3 separate regions of the Rattus norvegicus genome follow, and regions 1 and 3 are each linked to region 2. The links are chromatin contacts, called in public Hi-C maps. All regions are on one chromosome and are shown on one strand. Each heading gives the region's core, a stretch centred on a gene start, on an enhancer-like site or on the middle of the called end of the contact. The rest is flanking DNA. Distances are from core to core; before and after follow the strand shown.

What was found. A called contact is a pair of places that touch in the nucleus more often than the background predicts.
Region 1: a contact with region 2 is called in a Hi-C map of Schwann cells, with 5 times the contacts expected there. The contact joins the promoter of Slc44a1 here to the promoter of Abca1 in region 2. A contact is called at or near these places in 2 of 12 Hi-C or Micro-C datasets (Schwann cells and mammary epithelial cells) and 1 of 1 datasets of contacts at active chromatin or transcription factors (oligodendrocytes).
Region 3: a Hi-C map of hepatocytes shows a contact between it and region 2, with 2.5 times the contacts expected there. The contact joins the enhancer-like site here to the promoter of Abca1 in region 2. A contact is called at or near these places in 3 of 12 Hi-C or Micro-C datasets (the Rat2 cell line, hepatocytes and mammary epithelial cells) and 1 of 1 datasets of contacts at active chromatin or transcription factors (oligodendrocytes).

Annotation. Positions count from the first base shown.
Region 1 is chr5:72,857,379-72,860,297 of GRCr8, forward strand. Slc44a1 (solute carrier family 44 member 1) reads left to right here and starts at 1,622. Exons shown (of 16, transcript NM_001033852.1): 1 at 1,622-1,667. The coding sequence starts at 1,635.
Region 2 is chr5:72,595,155-72,597,950 of GRCr8, forward strand. It overlaps Abca1 (ATP binding cassette subfamily A member 1), which reads right to left and starts at 1,319. Exons shown (of 50, transcript NM_178095.3): 1 at 1,098-1,319.
Region 3 is chr5:73,016,147-73,019,021 of GRCr8, forward strand. It overlaps a transcript of Slc44a1 not described here. Among named protein-coding and RNA genes, the nearest start is that of Fsd1l, 35 kb to the right of the region's middle. Within about 2 kb of position 1,580, at least 3 of the 93 cell types and tissues checked have an H3K27ac peak or open chromatin away from gene starts, as enhancers often do. A contact at or near this core is called in hepatocytes, where this site is marked.

The DNA of each region.
Region 1 (2,919 bases), core at 372-2,871, 260 kb after region 2:
GGAAACGGTAATGCAAAACACCAACTACGGAATTCTCTTTAGTATTTTGGGAGTGGGGGTGGGGAGGGGGTGTATGTCTCCATTCCATTCCCCTCCCACCCAACCCTACTCCCTGGCCCCCAACCCCACGTTTAGATTTCTCTTTTCTATGCCCATAGAGTCAACTTCCCCTTTGCGATTGAGTCACCTTGAAACCTGTCTTTTAGTCAGCACTTCTGGAGCCTCACTCTGGTATCCTTGCAAACAACCTTTTGCTTCCAGTCTTTGCAACACTTTGACAACATGAAGCGAGTTGCGAAGGCTTATATGAGTGTTGGATACATGCGCGTTTCTGTGACAGTTGACCGTGACCTTGTTTATTCTCTCCATTTTTAAACTGCTCTAGCTTCACACTGTTTCTAAAGACTTTCTGGCTTTGGAAATTTCTTAAAGGTTGTGAATGTCTATTCTAACTTGTTGCTACCCTAGCGAATATTAATACAGGTTTAGTTTTTTAGTAAGAGAGTAGCAACTTTGCCTATTTATCGCCTGTTTAATTTTAGCGCCAATAAATCTCTGGACTGTAATATAGTGAGTGCCTCGGTAAATATTTTAAATAGGAATTGATGCGTATGCGTGTGTGTGTGTGTGTGTGTGTGTGTGTGTGTGTGTGTGTGTGTCTGAGTGCTGCCATGTGTAAGAAAGTTTAGTCAAGATCCAACATGGTTTTTACTTGAGGGCCTGGAGTACTACCTTCCCCTCCCATTTCTGGCTCTTTTACTACATTTTTCAGTTGGGTGCTCTCACTGTCGGCCTCCTTCAAGGGTTAGTGTCCACATCAGCAAAATGGGAACAGGAGCAACAGATGATTTCTTTTTTCTCTTCATCTTCCATCACCCATTCCTTCTCCATGGGAGGTTTTGCGTGTACGCTCTTCTGGGTAATATAAGCAGCTTCCAGAGCCCTAAAAAGCTTCGGGTCAGTGACCTCGGTGGCGCGCCCACCCGGGAGAAGGAGCGACCCCCGATGAGCTCCCCGTGCCTCGCGCGTCCGGAAGCAAGTCGGCTGCATTTCGGCTGTGAGCCGGCCGGGTCCACGGGAGCTTCGGCCTCAGACGCCCTCTCGCCCCGAGGCAGAGCGCGGCCTCGGTGCCACCGCGAAATGGGCCCGGCGCCGCGCAGGCTCCGGCGCGCGCCCAAGGGCCCGGCCTCGTTCTGGCTGCCGTCGCCCCGCCGTCCGCGCGGCGCGGCGCTGCACTGGGGGCGGGGAGTCTGATGGGAGACGCGCGCGGCGCCGAGGAGGAGGCGGCTGCAGTCCGGGAGAGGGAGCGGGAGAGGGACTGGGAGCGGGTGGTGGGAGGCGGGGGCCAGGGGGAGGTGCCGCCGCCGCCGCCCGCCCCTTTCTGCTGGGGAGCAGCTGCAGCAGCAGGAGCGGAGCCGGAGCCGCGCAGCCGCCGCCGCCGGGGGATGTGGCCGGCGCCTGCCCCGAACCGCGCCGCCTCCTGAGTTCTTGCCGCCGTCGCCGTCGCTGCCGTCGCCGCCGAGTCGTGCGGGGCCAGGCCGCGCCCTCCCCGGGCGCCCGCCGGCTCGCATGCCGAGGGGCTCCGGGGCGTAGCTGCGCGCCCGGCGCCGCCTCCGGGCTCCTCCGGCCCCGCCATGGGCTGCTGCAGCTCCGCCTCCGCCGCGCAGGTGAGGGGCTCCCGCCTCCCGGCCGCCCGCCCGGATGCCACCCCGCGCTGTGAGCGCCTGCGGAGCCGTGCCCTCCGCGCCCCTGTGGCGCCCTGCGCCCCTCTGGTCCCCGCCGACCCCTGCGTCCCGTGTCTGGCCCCCAATGCCCGCTGCGCTCCCTCCCCCGCTTTCTCACCTGAGCGGCCCGTCCCGCCCGTCTGCAGGTAGAGGCGCCCCGGGCGCCCGCTCTGCCCGGGGAGGCATACCCTTCCTTTGCCTTCGGGCCCGCCTGCCTGCTCTCCACCTCCGCCGATCGCCCCGCCACCCACAGACTGTTTTCCGTGTCCCCAGAAGGTGCACCCCAGCTTGGGCTCTTCACCTCTCTTCCACCTTATTCCAGTTTCGGCTCCATTTAATAAGCTGCCCATTTCCCCTGGCCTGCGGTCCCCTTGGCTGGGATCAGGTGCTTCAGTGGGCCCCCGTGCCCTTCCAGGGCCCATTTCACAGATCCCACCCGCTCTTTCCCTATCCCATCCCCCCCTCTGTGCCTTGACCCCGGGCACCGCGGCCTCTCGGCGCACCGAGGCCCCTGCGGGAGCGCGGGGACTGGTCTGGGAAGGAGATTGGGCACCTGGTGGGTGACGGGAGCGTTACGGAAACTCCCTCTTTGTTGCCAGTGTAACAGGAGGAAGAGGTGCCGAATTTAGTTTTTCTGTGGGCACTGGCTGGATGTTGTCGCTGAGGGCTGAGATGCAGAGATTTCTCTCAGCTGCCACCCTGCCCCCATCCAAATTTCGCTAGCCGCCTTCTCTTTCCGATCAGAGCCTTTAACCTGGGTGGAAATGTTTGGACAACTGTGTAAGGATCAGATGTAATAGAACTTGACTGCTGGCCACTAATAACTGAGAGGACCTGTTTGTAAATTACCTAATTTAGTGGATTAGTGAGTGTATTTACAAATACGATAAAAAGCAATCAGGAATACTGCATCAAACTGTCTGGTGGTGGTGTATGAAAAATAGGCTCTGACAACGCCTGGGATGTTTCTCCACAGTTTCATTAGCGTAGAATTTAACAGTAGTCTGTGATTTGTTTGTTTGGCGGCGGTGGTGGTGGGGAGAAGTATGCGCTTGCTTCTAGAAATAAAGGCTTGTTGGTTCTTGGCGAAGGAAAATGCTAGTTTTGGGGGAAAAAATTCCTCTAGAGATGTAGCATCTGTGACACAGAAGTGTTTGGTGCTAAGTGACTATATATAACTCAGTTTTAAATAACC
Region 2 (2,796 bases), core at 69-2,568:
CGAAAAAAAAAAAAAAAGAATTAGAAGAAGGGAAAACAACAACATTGGCTGGCTTTCCCGGCCCTCAGGGTTCCTCCCAGTTTGGAAACACCAGTTTTGACTAGATTCACAGTGAAGGGAAGGACTAGACTCTCACTCTACACCGGGCCATACCTTGGCTCCCCTGCCAGGAGGCGCTGCGGGCCAGTCTCCAGGGGCCACCCGCAGGCCGCCCAGCCCCCACCCCCTGGCGGCGGAGCCCAGCCCTGCACCCGAGCTGCGAGTTCTGTGCTGCCCGCTGGGGTTACTTGCGGTCATTCGGCTGCAAAACCTAGCCCCAGCTTCTCAATCGGTGCTCGGCCCGAAGGGACCACTAGCAGAAAGCAGGAAGATGGGCCAAGGGGTGAGGATGAATTGGGCACCCCAGCTTCGGCTTCCTGCAAACTCTCTTCTAAGTTTTCTGTCTTTAGAAGTAACAAAAGTGGTCCCCCACTTTGCGCCAGGGGATGCAGCGCTCCAGAGTGCAGGAAGCCTGTGGGCAGGACCCCCGAGTCGAACAAAGCCCGAGAACTCAAGCACGCAATAACACAAAAGATCCCGTTTAGGACACTTCTTACTAGAGTTCTTTGGAAACAAGGACATGCCGCCCCAGTCCTGGGAAGAGGACCTCCAAGCTAGAGGCCAACACGATCCAGCTAAATAATGGAGTGGGGACTCAGATGTGACACTTCCACAAGTGCTACGACGGCCTACCCGGTGCTAGACAAAGGGGGACTCTTTGTAAAGGATCCTCTCATCTCCCTACCCCAGTGGCTGTTCCCCTCGGACGCCCGGGAATCTTGGCTCTCACTGTGCCCAAGAGGCGAGTCTCAGACACCAGAGATGCTTTCCCTGGTCTCCGATTCGGGGAGACCCGAGTGCTGTCGTTCTGCGTCCCGTGGTCACCACGATCTGTCCCAGAGCATTCTTTCCCCATTTATGCCTCCCCTGTCCTATTTGCATCCCCAGAAGTAGGGGATATGGGAGTTCGAGTCCCAACAAAGTCCCCAAAATGGAGAGCTCCCCAAAGCTTCCTTGGCCCCGAACCAAAATGCCCAAGTCACTGAAGAACCTCTTACCTGTTTTCCACTTTGCTGTTTGCGTCTGTTTACCCAACCCCTACACAAACCCTTCCAGAAACCGGGAGAAAAAAGTAGGGGGTGGGGACAGGGAGCAGAGCAGCTCCCCAAGCCGGCTGTGGTTGCGCGGGTCCCGCGGCGCCCCCTGCCCAGCTTTGCGCTGAGCCGCAGAGACAGAAGTGGGCTCTGCCGGTCCCGGCCCGCTCGCTCGCTCTCGGAATTACTGGTTTTTGCCGCGACTAGTTCCTTTTATAGATTCGGCTGTGCCGAGCGCCGGGGTTACTACCGGTCAAACGCTGTTCTCTCCCTTTTTCCCCGCCTCCTTCCCGGCCTCTGTTTATGTAGTTCAGTCACTCAGCAGAAAGCACGTGGAGCTATGGCCCGCCCCTTAAACCGGCGACAGTGCGCCGCGGCTGACACTGGGGGAGGATGGTGCAAGCTTCGTGGGGTCCGCTTTCGTAGCCCCGGCCCTGACCTGCTAGCTTCGGGTAACGGGAAACTCCGGACTTGAGCTGAGCCAGGGACTCCGCATTCCCGGCAGAAGTGGGAAAGGGAAAAACGCTTCCTCTAAACTCTTCTTTCTGCAATTGTTTGGGGGTTTGTGGGTGTTGAATTTTGAGTTTGTGTGTTTTGTTTTGTTTTGTTTTGTGTGTGTTTTTTTCTCCCTACCTTCCTCTTTCTCTCCCTCCCCCCCCCCGCCCCCGTACTCCCTCTCTCCCTCTCTCCTTTTGTTAGTTTACTCAGCCCCCAGCTTGGGAAGGAAAGCAGACCCACCCCCGCCCGGCCCCACAGATGCCAATCATTTTCTGTCTCTTCCTTCTCTTCTTTAAAACGTCCTAGATTGGTGCAAGGGGTGTGGAATGGACAAAGTGAATATCAGCTTGTTTTGGTTTCTGCCTCAAACCTTTACTTCGGTTTTCAAAAGAAGATCCGCTACCTTCCAGAGTTCTAGACTGACACACACACACACACACACACACACACACACACACACACACACACACACACACACTCCACTGGTAATAGGTACCTGTAAAGCCACAGGGGGCAGCTGTGGTCACAAGAGTGGGTTTTGATGATGTCAAACGACCACAGTTAGATGAAGTTTTTCTGCCTTTATTTTATTTGTTTTAATTGAGACAGTCTCATGTAGCCTGCTCATAAACTCAATAACCTTGAATTCCTGATCCTCTTGCCTCCCAAGGCCTAAAATTACGGGAACAGAGCACCACGCCCAAATCTGTACAGTTGCGGAGAGATGGAGCCCAGCCTTGCACAGTAGGCAAGCATTCTGCCAGCTGAGCTATATCCTTAGCCCTTGCTTCCTGTCTTTCTAGAGAGAGCGTTCTCTCTGTCTCTGAGTTTTCTGAAAATGAATTTTGTTGGAACTTTTGAAGTCATCGGAAGAGGAGTACCATAAAGAGTCAGAATCCTACTGACTGAACATCAGTGCCAATTTTTAGTGACATCCATACCCTGTAAACTATTTCCTGTGCCAGACTTTTTAAAAGTCCAGTACTAGCAAAGAATTTAAAATAATGTCCGTGGCCATCTGTGTACAACGGAAAATGCCTAAGGGAAAAGGACCACTCTCCACATGATTCTAGGAGATTAAGCTTTTCTGCAGTTTTCCTCTTCTCCATATCTCACAGCAATTAAAACACACGCACACACACACACACACACACACACACACACA
Region 3 (2,875 bases), core at 330-2,829, 420 kb after region 2:
TTTACCGTAGGCTCAGTGCACACTTGAGGGGCACTATCCTTCAATCACCTTACCTGGCTCGGTGGGGTTTTTCGTTGTTTTGTTGTTTTACTGTAAATATTCCGGGTTTTCACTAACAATGCACTCAACTTTTTAACTAAGGGATGTATTCCCAGACCTTGTTTTCAAGTTCATCTCTATTTCTTATTAAAGATTCCAAATGAGATAGGGGAAAACAAAAGGGAGTCCTTTGCATTCCTAGGGGTGGAAGTGTGAGCGGGGGTGGCAACAGTTCACCCTCTAACAGTAGCTGAATCCAGGCTAACTCTTGGTTAAGGCTGTATTTGATAATTGGTAGTTGGGAATTTCACACAGATTCAACACAAAAATTACCAGTCCATTTAGCAAGTCTCTCACTTTTGGGCAATTAGATGTTTTGTTTGTTGTTTGTTTGTTTAAATGATAAGTGGTGATGGGTGTGTTTCCACCACAGGGTGACTTGCTCACTTTGGGGAACATGTATACAATCAAGACCTCATTTCTGGAAGGTGGACAAGCTGTCCCATTTTCTCTCCCCCCCCCCCCCGCCCATCCTGCTTGGTCTTCAACAATATCCTATGTATCTTTCGTTTGTCATGCCTAGGCGGAAGCAGCATAGAAATCTAATAAATTTAAACTCGGATCTGGCCAACTCCATCACTTTGGCAAGTCACTCCCCTCTTTACTGGGCACTAGGGAGCCAGAGATGCTCTGAGGATTCAGTGGGGGAAAGGTGATAAAATGCTAAGTATGAAACCTTGGCCTAGCTAGCTGAGCTCAGCTGGTGGGTCTCCCTTCTTCTCCCCTCTGTTGATACAGCGAGTCATCAGAAGGCTAGTCAGTGAACCCTTGGGCCTGCAACAGTTTAACTGTCCAACAGTTCATGCCGCTCCCTGTGGTCCTGAGAGGCTCACCTTTAAGACAGATGAACTAACAGCACTCCTCTTTGGACAGATGCTCTGTTCCAATCTCTGTAAACATTTGAAGGTCCTTCCAAAATGGAGTCTGACAGTCATTAACCAGCCCCACTCCACTCCTGAGAGGACTCCAGACTGTCAATATTTACTCATTCAACCTGGGCCACGACACTGATGTGATTCCCCAAAGCTAGGGTTGCCTGGCCTATGGACCAGGTTGTTCCATCATCACAGATAAGCAACTTGTGCCTGACTGGCCCAGCTCCAAATCAGGAGAGGGTCCCTCAGCCTGTCCTTCCCAAGCGTGACTTTTTATTGGCATATTGCCTAAGAGGCTGTGGCTTCCTGCTCATTAGGGAAGATTTTGATGAGAGATTTGATTCAAAATTAATCTCTGACCTAAAGGGATCACATTTTTGGTAATAACCCAACAGAGTTCTAGTTATCGACCCCAAATTTCTTGCAAATGCCAGCATATTGGCAAATTGTGTCTTAATACATTTTGGCAATGAACATGGCAATGAAAATAGAGCCAGGAAACAAAAGAGTACAAGACACAAAAGAAAAGGCAGGTGCGGAACTCTACTGTTAGCACAAAGGCACGAGGTGGGAAGCATGCTGACCTGGAGAGCCAATTCTGAACAATAATGCTAATAGAACCTCCTGTCCAAGGGAGCGGCTAGACAGAGTGCCACATGGGTAACAATAGGCCTGGAATAAAGCCCTGATTTATTTGTCCTTGAAGGATTTTTAAGGTATGTGCAAAGTTTCAGAAGGGAGGATTATACCTTCCTCATTGTCGCTGTATAAAGAGAACCTTTCAATACAGACATCAGGAAAGAGAGACTTCAGATGCACCAACTGTCCCAACTGAGATCTAGAACATTTGAGCACCCTGTATGTTCCAGGAAGCTTCTGGTTTGCTTGGAAGTCTAGGAGCACACACAGAGATGAGTTAACTATTAATAACGATTAGTTTAGTAATTCCTGCCTTCTTGGAAGGCAGCAGGATGCTGGAGACCTGGGCACACTGCCTTGAACCTTACACCTTACTCCTGCTATCCCATAGCAATAGCTGCCTAGGGCTCCCTCCTCCAGCCATTCAGACACTGAACCAGAGGGCTCTTTTGTCTACCATCATTTAGAATAAATACATGGCCTCTAGTGCCCTCCCCATCCGTAGCCCCAGCATCAGGACAAGAACATACTGTCTTGTTCTGCATGATGCCAGGGGTTGTGTAAGAAGAGAGAAAGGGGATCAAATGTCCTATTTACTTTTTATTAGACTCCAGGAAGAGAAAGGAAGTTGAAAACTTGCATTATTTGCAAAGGAGTGGCCTCCTGTTGGGCATGGTCTACTGAAAACACAGCATTTGCTTTGTCTCAGAGACATACGTGTGGCACAGTGGGAGGCAAGTTAAAAAGACACACTCCTTTCACTGGGATTCACACATCTCTTTCTTCCACATCAATTTCTCTTATTCCCAAGTAGGATGTCCGCATAGTACCAGGGGGCTGGGCATATTGGGTCAGCACGTGCTTGTCCTAGGGTAGTCTAGACAGGGACATGGATTTGGTGCTGAGGAAAGTGTAGCTGACATCTGTTTGGAAGGACGTGGGCATGTGGGAGGAAGCATACTTCTGTGAAGAAACAAGCAACTCCCTGCAGTCCCTAAGGTTTAGCCACGTCCTCTCTGGGTTGAGCATCCCTTATCTGGAACCCTTGGGACTGTGAGTGATTTGGCAATTGTGAGCTACCAGATGCAGGTGCTGGGACTCAAACCCCGGTCTTCTGTAAGATCAATACATGCTCTTAACCACTGGGCCATCTCTCAGGCCTCTTTCTTTCTGGAATATTTACCTATACACAAAAATCACTCACAGTTCATTACACTTTGTACATGTCCCTCTCCCACCAAATTTTGTACAATCTTTTTTTT